2 separate regions of the Mus musculus genome follow, and region 2 is linked to region 1. A link is a contact called in public Micro-C data. All regions are on one chromosome and are shown on one strand. The core of a region is the stretch at or near the end of the contact, and the rest is flanking DNA. Distances in the headings are between cores, read along the strand shown.

Evidence for each region. A called contact is a pair of places that touch in the nucleus more often than the background predicts.
Region 2: a contact with region 1 is called in a Micro-C map of embryonic stem cells, with 4 times the contacts expected there. The contact joins the promoter of Pcdh8 here to the promoter of Sugt1 in region 1. A contact is called at or near these places in 1 of 39 promoter capture datasets (neural stem cells), 4 of 484 Hi-C or Micro-C datasets (all in embryonic stem cells) and 3 of 115 datasets of contacts at active chromatin or transcription factors (embryonic forebrain, forebrain and neural tube).

The regions. Positions count from the first base shown.
Region 1 is chr14:79,585,890-79,589,394 of GRCm38.p6, forward strand. It overlaps Sugt1 (SGT1, suppressor of G2 allele of SKP1 (S. cerevisiae)), which reads left to right and starts at 1,771. Exons shown (of 13, transcript NM_026474.6): 1 at 1,771-1,977; 2 at 2,065-2,122. The coding sequence starts at 1,940.
Region 2 is chr14:79,769,349-79,773,334 of GRCm38.p6, forward strand. Pcdh8 (protocadherin 8) reads right to left here and starts at 1,964. Exons shown (of 3, transcript NM_021543.4): 1 at 1-1,964. The coding sequence starts at 1,773. It overlaps Gm9748 (predicted gene 9748), which reads left to right and starts at 560. Exons shown (of 2, transcript NR_154550.1): 1 at 560-853; 2 at 3,049-3,394.

The DNA.
Region 1 (3,505 bases), core at 521-3,020:
ATGATTATAAATTGATCTGTGTGAAAACTTGTTTCAGACGATATTAAGAGATGCCAACTGGCACAAGGTGTCTGCAATAAATGCATCCAAGAAGGAAGTCACACCCAGCCATGCAAAGAACTGCAAACGGAACAAAACTAACATTTCCTTTAAAGACATTATGCAGAAGACACTCCTCATCGTTATGCATCTGTTCTTTTACAGTCTAGTTTCTGCAGGGTTCACAGAAACGGAAAACAACCTTGAATGGAAAGATCCAAAACGATGCTCTCTACCTTCCCTTACAGATCTGCTTAGCTTCAGTTTAGTTGAGCTAATTTGATCTTCTCAGTACTTACTAAAACCTGAAACCTGCACCTCTTTGAGTTTAGTGGCCAGCTGGCCCTGGTCTGCCTCAAGTGTCTCTCCCACCTACTTCTCCTTTCCCACAAGTGGATTCAGATTCCTTTCTGGGACCTGTTATCTTCTATCAGCCCTTCCCCGCCCCGGCTCGACCCCCCCCCCCCTTCAAACAACCCATTTACAATACAGATGGGATATACCTACAGGTGGCAAATGTGTTACACTTTAAACTTTGTAGTATTCCACACTTCCATCTCTTGATGACCCCATACATACTTAAATCTTTGTAACCTCCGTTTCTCCATCTTGAATATGGGCTCAAGTTTCTCTGTATTTTCAAACGTCCTCCCACCGTTATTTTTTGCATCTGCAAGGGGTGATTGATTGGTAGGTTGAGGTTGTAACAAAAAATTATAATACCCACGATAGCTAGCAAGCACAACTAGGCGTTTGGCCAGTATGGAAAACGTGCTAGAAAAGTGGGGAAGACAAAACTTAGGTCTTTTAAAGTTAGAACTCAGAAAAGTGGGCGAGTTTAACAGTGGGGATATGTACACAAATGCCTGAACTGTAATTTCTTTTTCTTCGTGGACTGTCATGTTTCCAGACTGAGGTCTTATATATATCTTGTTTGAGGAAGCCAACGACCACTTCAATCATTTCACCTACTAAAACAGACTTGGTAAAACGAGTTACTGAGCGTTATCAAGAGCTTTTAAATCAAGTTTGGTGAACCTATAACTGCCACTCCCTCCTGTTGCCCCTTACCACTCAGTTTCAAAGAATTCGCAGGAAACTTCCTAGTGTGATGTTTGGCTCTAAGGACGGCGGGGGACGGGGGGCTTACTGGTTACTTAGAACACAAAGCAGCAATAAGACCATTAGCTATAGGTCACTTTCATCCACGCGGTGCTTGTGAAACAGGCTTTTCTTGGTTTGGAAAGCCGACTTAGGAAGGAAGCTTGGGGTGTGGAGCTCTGGCATCTGGCAGGCCCTCCGGAAAACTCCGTCCTCCATGCCGGTAACGTGACTTCCGGCGAGCCAGGCCGTCCGGGTTCTCCACGGAGAGAGTCATGCGAACTGATGCGCCATCCCGGGCTCTGCTGCCGGAAAAGACCTGGCTGCCACGAGTGACGTCACGCACAACTTGGCCGCCGGCGGTAGCCATGATGAAAACCGGAGTAAACGGAGCTTAACGTGACACTCCTTAGCGAAGCCAGAACTACCTCCCGACGGATCCCCAGTACCTTACAGTGGGCTCCGAGACAATATTTCAAAGCTTACAAGCCATGCCGGATCCCCCACGGGCGTACGGCGGGGCGCGGGACTCACGGCCACGCCCTCGGGGCGGGGGCTTGGCTGCGTCACGGGTAGGGGCGGGGCCGGAGAGCGTTTCCTCCTCTTTCCCAGCCGGCCCCGCGCCTACCTGCCCACCCTTCGCCTCCTTTTCCGCGGCTGCATGCTGCGCGACCGCTGATTGGCTACGGAGGACGGAAGCTCAGTTGGGGTTTCTTTAGAAGTTTTCCCTTCCTGGGCGGCGGCGGAGCTGGTAACCAAGGTAGAAACGCTCAGGCAGAAGCTTTCTTGACTCCTAGGGATGGCGGCAGCTGCAGCAGGACCTGCATCGTCCCAGCGGTGCGTGATTTTCTTCACCTTTGCTGTTTGTCTTTCTATTCTTTCCTTGATTAGAGAGACCTGCTGAAGTCGTTGTTTTCTTGGCAGGCTTTTCCAGAGCTTCTCAGATGCTCTGATCGACGGGGATCCCCAGGCAGCATTAGAGGTGAGTGAGCTCACTGGGACTGTTGGGTCCCTACAGACCCCTCCTCTTCCCGGCATTACCTTCGTGGGAGCAAAGCTACAATGTATCTAAGTCCCAAAATTAAGATACTTAATCTCTTTGTCTCCTTAATACCTTTGCCATAGATCTTGCCCTTCCTCTCCACAAGCTCCCGATGAGGGCACCTCCCTCCCATTTATTTCTTGGAAACATAGTTACTGTCTGTGGTTGCACTTATAATGGCATTTATGATCAAGGAAAAGGCGAAAATAGGGCTTGATGTATCAATTTTTTACTTTAACAGTTATGTTTGCCCTTATATGTCAGGTACTGTTAAGTGTCCTTAATTAAATTTACTAAAGAACATTTTCCCTCTGTGCCTTCCACTTTACAGATGACTGTGGTTGTTCTTTATACAGTTGTTTATAAAACCGCGCTTTTTATCTAGGCTGGCCTTAAACTTTGGATCCTGCGAGTTCTTGGGATGTATCAGTAAATAAACCCTGCCTACATTTTAGTATTATATGATTTGCTTTTGGGCCATTTCAGGTGAAGTCTAGAACAAACTAGCTTTGTACGGATGTTTCTTAGGAGCGCTGGCTGGACTCCAGAGAGTTATCGGCACATGTCAAGTATGGTGGTACAGGCCTGTAATCCTGGTACTCAGGCGGTGAATGCCCTAGGGTCAGAAATTCAAGGTCATCCTCAGCTACTTTGTGAGTTGAGGCTAGCCTGGGATGTGTGAAATTCTTCCCGACACTTCAGAGCTCCCCCGCTGGAAAAAAGGAAACATTTTTATGTTTTGAGCCTTAGAGAAATCACTTTTGTAGAGACTAGCAGACTAGGATAGCTACATTGTTGTTTTAATGTTACAAGCTCCGCTTTGTATTCTTAGGTCTACAGAGTGATCATGAGGTTTGATAGCGCGGTATTAGAGAGCCTGCTGGTGTTGGCGCACACCTTTAATCCCAGTGCTTGGGCGGCAGAAGCAGGTGGATCTCTTGAGTTTGAGGCCCACCTGGTCTACCATGAGAGTTCCAGTATGGCCAGAATTACACAGAGAAACCCTGTCTCAAAAGAAACAAAACAACAAAAATCAAGGCATTAGTGACTTTGAGATTAGGGCTACAGACGCAAGTATCTTTATATTTTCTGCCAAAGGAAATTAAAACCCGAATTGAGAGTAGGGGGAAGGACTGAAAAAGGAGAAGGAAATGAATAATTATTAAAAGGTTATTGAGTGCTGGCTACAGATCTAGGCTGCCCCCAAAGCCCTAATAATTGGCAGATGCTGCCCCTTCTAATGTGTTCCATGCAATTCTCTACAGCCCCTTGGCTACCTCACATTCTGGACTTTACTAGTTTCTTCTATTTGAATGAAAATGG
Region 2 (3,986 bases), core at 714-3,213, 180 kb after region 1:
GCTGGAAAGCTGAGGGGAACCGCCGTCGCTGGCCTGGACACGCACGTCAAGCTGGCGCAGAGTCTCATAGTCAAAACTACGGAGAGCGTAGATGGCTCCGGTAGCCGGGTCTACTGAGACGTAAGTGGACACGGCTTCCCCAGAGCGGCCCACTTCGGCCTCTACCAGGCGGTAGGTGACTTGACCGTTGCGACCCACGTCAGGGTCGCGGGCTGCCACTGTGGCCAGGTAGGCGCCTGGAGGGTTGTTTTCGCGGACCGACACCTCATAGACTGGCTTGGTGAAGATCGGTGCGTTGTCGTTCTCGTCCCCCACTCGCACGGTGTAGGGCCTGACGGTGCGAAGAGGGGGTGTGCCACGGTCTTCGGCCACCAGCGTCAGGTTGTACTCCGCGATGCGCTCCCGGTCCAGAGATGCAGCGGTCACCACCAGGTAGCTGCCAGCATAGGCCGGCTGCAGCCTAAAGTGCTCGTGCCCGTAGAGGGCGCAGCGCACCTGCCCGTTGGCGCCCGAGTCCCTGTCCGAGGTGCTGACCAGCGCCACTAGACTCTCGCGCGCCGCCCCCTCTGGCACCAGCGAGGTGATACCGGCTTCCTGTGTCCCGGACCCAGTCGACGAGGCCGCGTCCGCTCCTCCGAGTGCGGCGGCAGCGGCGGCGGCGGCGAAGGGCGAGGTGGCTGGAGCCCCCGGGGCGGCCAGAGGAGTGATAGAAATTTCAGGAGCGTTGTCGTTGACGTCTCGGATGCGCACGATAACCTTGCAGGTGGCTGTCCGGGGCCCTGGACCTCGGTCTTGAGCCCGCACGTCCAGCTCGTAGGTGTCCTGGCGCTCGTAGTCCACCTGCCCAGCCAAGGTGAGGCGGCCAGAGCGCGGGTCGAGCCGGAAGAGGTGGCGGGCTTCGGGAGGGGTGCGGGCGCCGAAGGTGAACACAACGTCGCCGTTGGGACCTTCGTCGGGATCGGCAGCGTCCAGGTCGAGCAGCAGCGATCCCACAGGTGCGTCCTCGGCCAATTCCACCTCTGCCACGGCACCCTGTGGGAAGGCCGGGCTGTGGTCATTGGCATCTAGCACACGCACGCTGAGGGCTGCTGTGGCGGAACGCGGCGGTCGCCCGCCATCCTGAGCCACCAGCTCCAGGCTGTAGGAGGCCTGGCTCTCGCGGTCCAACTCCTGTAGCAGCACCAGGTCCGCACACTGGGCACCGTCCGCGCGCGTCTGCAGCTCCACGCGGAAGGGGCTGTGAGGCTCGGCTAGGCGTACACTCTGCAGCCCGTTGGCACCCACGTCCTCGTCCACGGGCACCTCCAGGGGGATGCGTGTGCCTACCGGAGCGCTCTCTGAGACCTCCACCGGGATCTGGGCTCGGGGAAAGCGGGGCGCGTGGTCGTTTACATCCCTCACCTCCACCTCCACGTGCACCAGGCGGAACTGTTCCTGCGAGAAGCTGACAACATCGAAGGCCAGCACGCACTGTGGGGACGGGCCACACAGACGCTCACGGTCCAGGCCCGCATCCCCGACGGTCAGCTGCCCGTCGCCCTCGCGTACCCGGAGCAGAGAGCTGTTGAATTGCTTCATCAGGCGGAAGCTTGTGTCTCCAGACACTTTCATGTGCAGGTCTTCTGCAAGGGTTCCGATGACTGTGCCAGGGGCATCCTCTTCGAACGTGCTGTATCGGACTGTCTTGCTCTGGGCCACTGAGAGCACCCAGCAGAGACTAAATAGCTGCAAGGGGAAAAGGCAAGGGCTGCCCCAGCGCTTCGCAGGACTCATATCGCCAATCCCCAACTGCTATTCCGAAAGGCTAACCTAAAGAGTCTTCCCCGGCGTGCAGATCGGAGCGTGAGTCCCAGGCTCTGCGAGCCCCGTGCGGGAAAAGCTGCAGCTCCGGCTCGGGCTGGCTCGGAGGACGCGCAGACCCACCCTCACTCGGCGCCTCCGCCTCCTTTCCCTGGGCTGGAGCTGCGCTGGCGAGCGCCGCCTCCGTCTTTATAGCTGCCGATATGCAAATCACTGGAAGGGGCCAGCCAATGGTCGCTTAGCCACAGCGCCGCTCCTCCGCCAACCACCGACAATCCCTTTAATGTGGAAAGGCTTAGAGGAGAAAACAGGGAAGGAAAATGAGGGAATCTTTCCTTTGTTTTAAAAACTCCTGCTCCCATTTTCTGTTAGCACCTTGCTTGCAATGAGTTAGCACTGGGCTCTGAAGTAAACGAAGCTGATGATTTTTGGAAATTGGGTGCCAGGCACCCGGTCTCTTCTGCCCGCCGCTGCGGGTACTAAGCCCGAACAAGCTGGGTTTCTCTTCAGAAGCTCCGGGTCTCACATCCTACCCCCCATCCGCCCCTTTATTTTGCATTTTAAAGGCTTCAAAACTTGCTCTGGGGAGCGAGGCTCTCTGTTCGCCTCCTCCCTCAGCTTCCCACCGGTGTGGGGAATAACCTGTCGATGAAGAAGAGTGAAGGGTAGAGCAAAACTGATTTTATTCACATTTGTGTACGCAATTGTGTTTTGCTCGTGTGAGCACCGGTGCCACTTGCCTTTCAGAAAAGAGCCCTGCGATACACGTTAGTATGCATGTCACTGTTCAAATGGCTTCCTTAAGCCCTAGGTGCTAGCAGGCAAGGAAAAATAAAGTTCCAAATAGGATTTAGCATAAGCTTGAGGAGATTTGGAAAGGTTTCAAAGATCAGACTGTATCAAAGGCTTATGAAGCCCTCGTTAGTAGTGGAAATAGAATGGCGTGGCAGGCGATCCCATTGGAGGCCCCGATGTCTGTATTATTTCACTATGACAAGCTAGAGGGGGAGAGAAAGTTGAACAGTTTCCACAGTAGAGTTGGGCTAACTTGAATATAATGAGCAAACGCCACATGTCTCCATTATGCCTCTCTATTCACCCTCAATCCGTGCCATAACTCTCAGGCTAAACGGTGATGGGCGCTGAATCCCACACAATACCGGGTTCCTACTAAAGTGCATTTAGAGATCGTTTTCCTCCTGATGCCTTGTTCCGCCTATTTAGAGGATTTGCTTTCTGTTCTAATAGGGCCTCTCTGGAAGCAACACTCGCCCTGTTCCAGAAGAACAAAATCACAGCGTGACGTTGAAACCTGGCAGGAACCTGGGGTAACTTAGCCATCTGCCTATGAAACCGTAGAACTTCAGCATTACCACTTTCCCTGGCTGGGGTCCTCGAGATGCCTCCGTAGGTATCCAGGTATCTCCACTCCCGGAGCTGAAGGACAGGTTGTGCCAACCTGGAACAAGACTGATTCTTATTGATTCTTACCGAAGGACTCTATTGAACAGGCGATGTAAATACACAGGAAGAAGGGAGAGTTACAAACACAAGTCACACACTTGGAGAAATAAAGACAATGAGTTTGCTAAGCATGTTGCATTGGGCCTCTATTCTTCGGAATCTGGACCATGTTCCTTCTGTAAGGGCCTTTTGCAGGTCTCTTCCCTTCAGACTCATTTGGACCGCTTTCAGAAGAGGAGCAGGGGTTTGCCCCGAGTAGGGAGAATACCTGAGAGGTAGGACTGGGTGGACAGTGCACTGGAGGGGATAGGGGATGTTTGGGATTGCAGGAAATGCATTCTGAGCCATTAAATAAAAATCTTTATGGGGTTGAGGAGGGGCAGTGGGTAGTTTGGGGGCTCCCTTCATCTTTTCCACCTTCCAGTGCTGGTATTTGCAGGCAGTGAGGCCAGATGTCTGAAGCCACTGAGACATTAGAAAGGCAACACTCCTACAGAACCTTAATTTCTATTCTCCCTGTCTCTCTGTCTTTCTCTCTCTCCGTCTCTCTCTCTGTCTCTGTCTCTCTCTGTCTCTCTCTCTCTCTCTCTCTCTCTCTGTCTAGTGCCATTTTAGGTTTTGGCTCTCACCCTGGGTGGAGAGATAAATATTGTATGAATGCTCAGTCTTTTTTCGAACCCCAGACCACCCTGACCTGGACCCACACTTGACTCTTGGCTTTT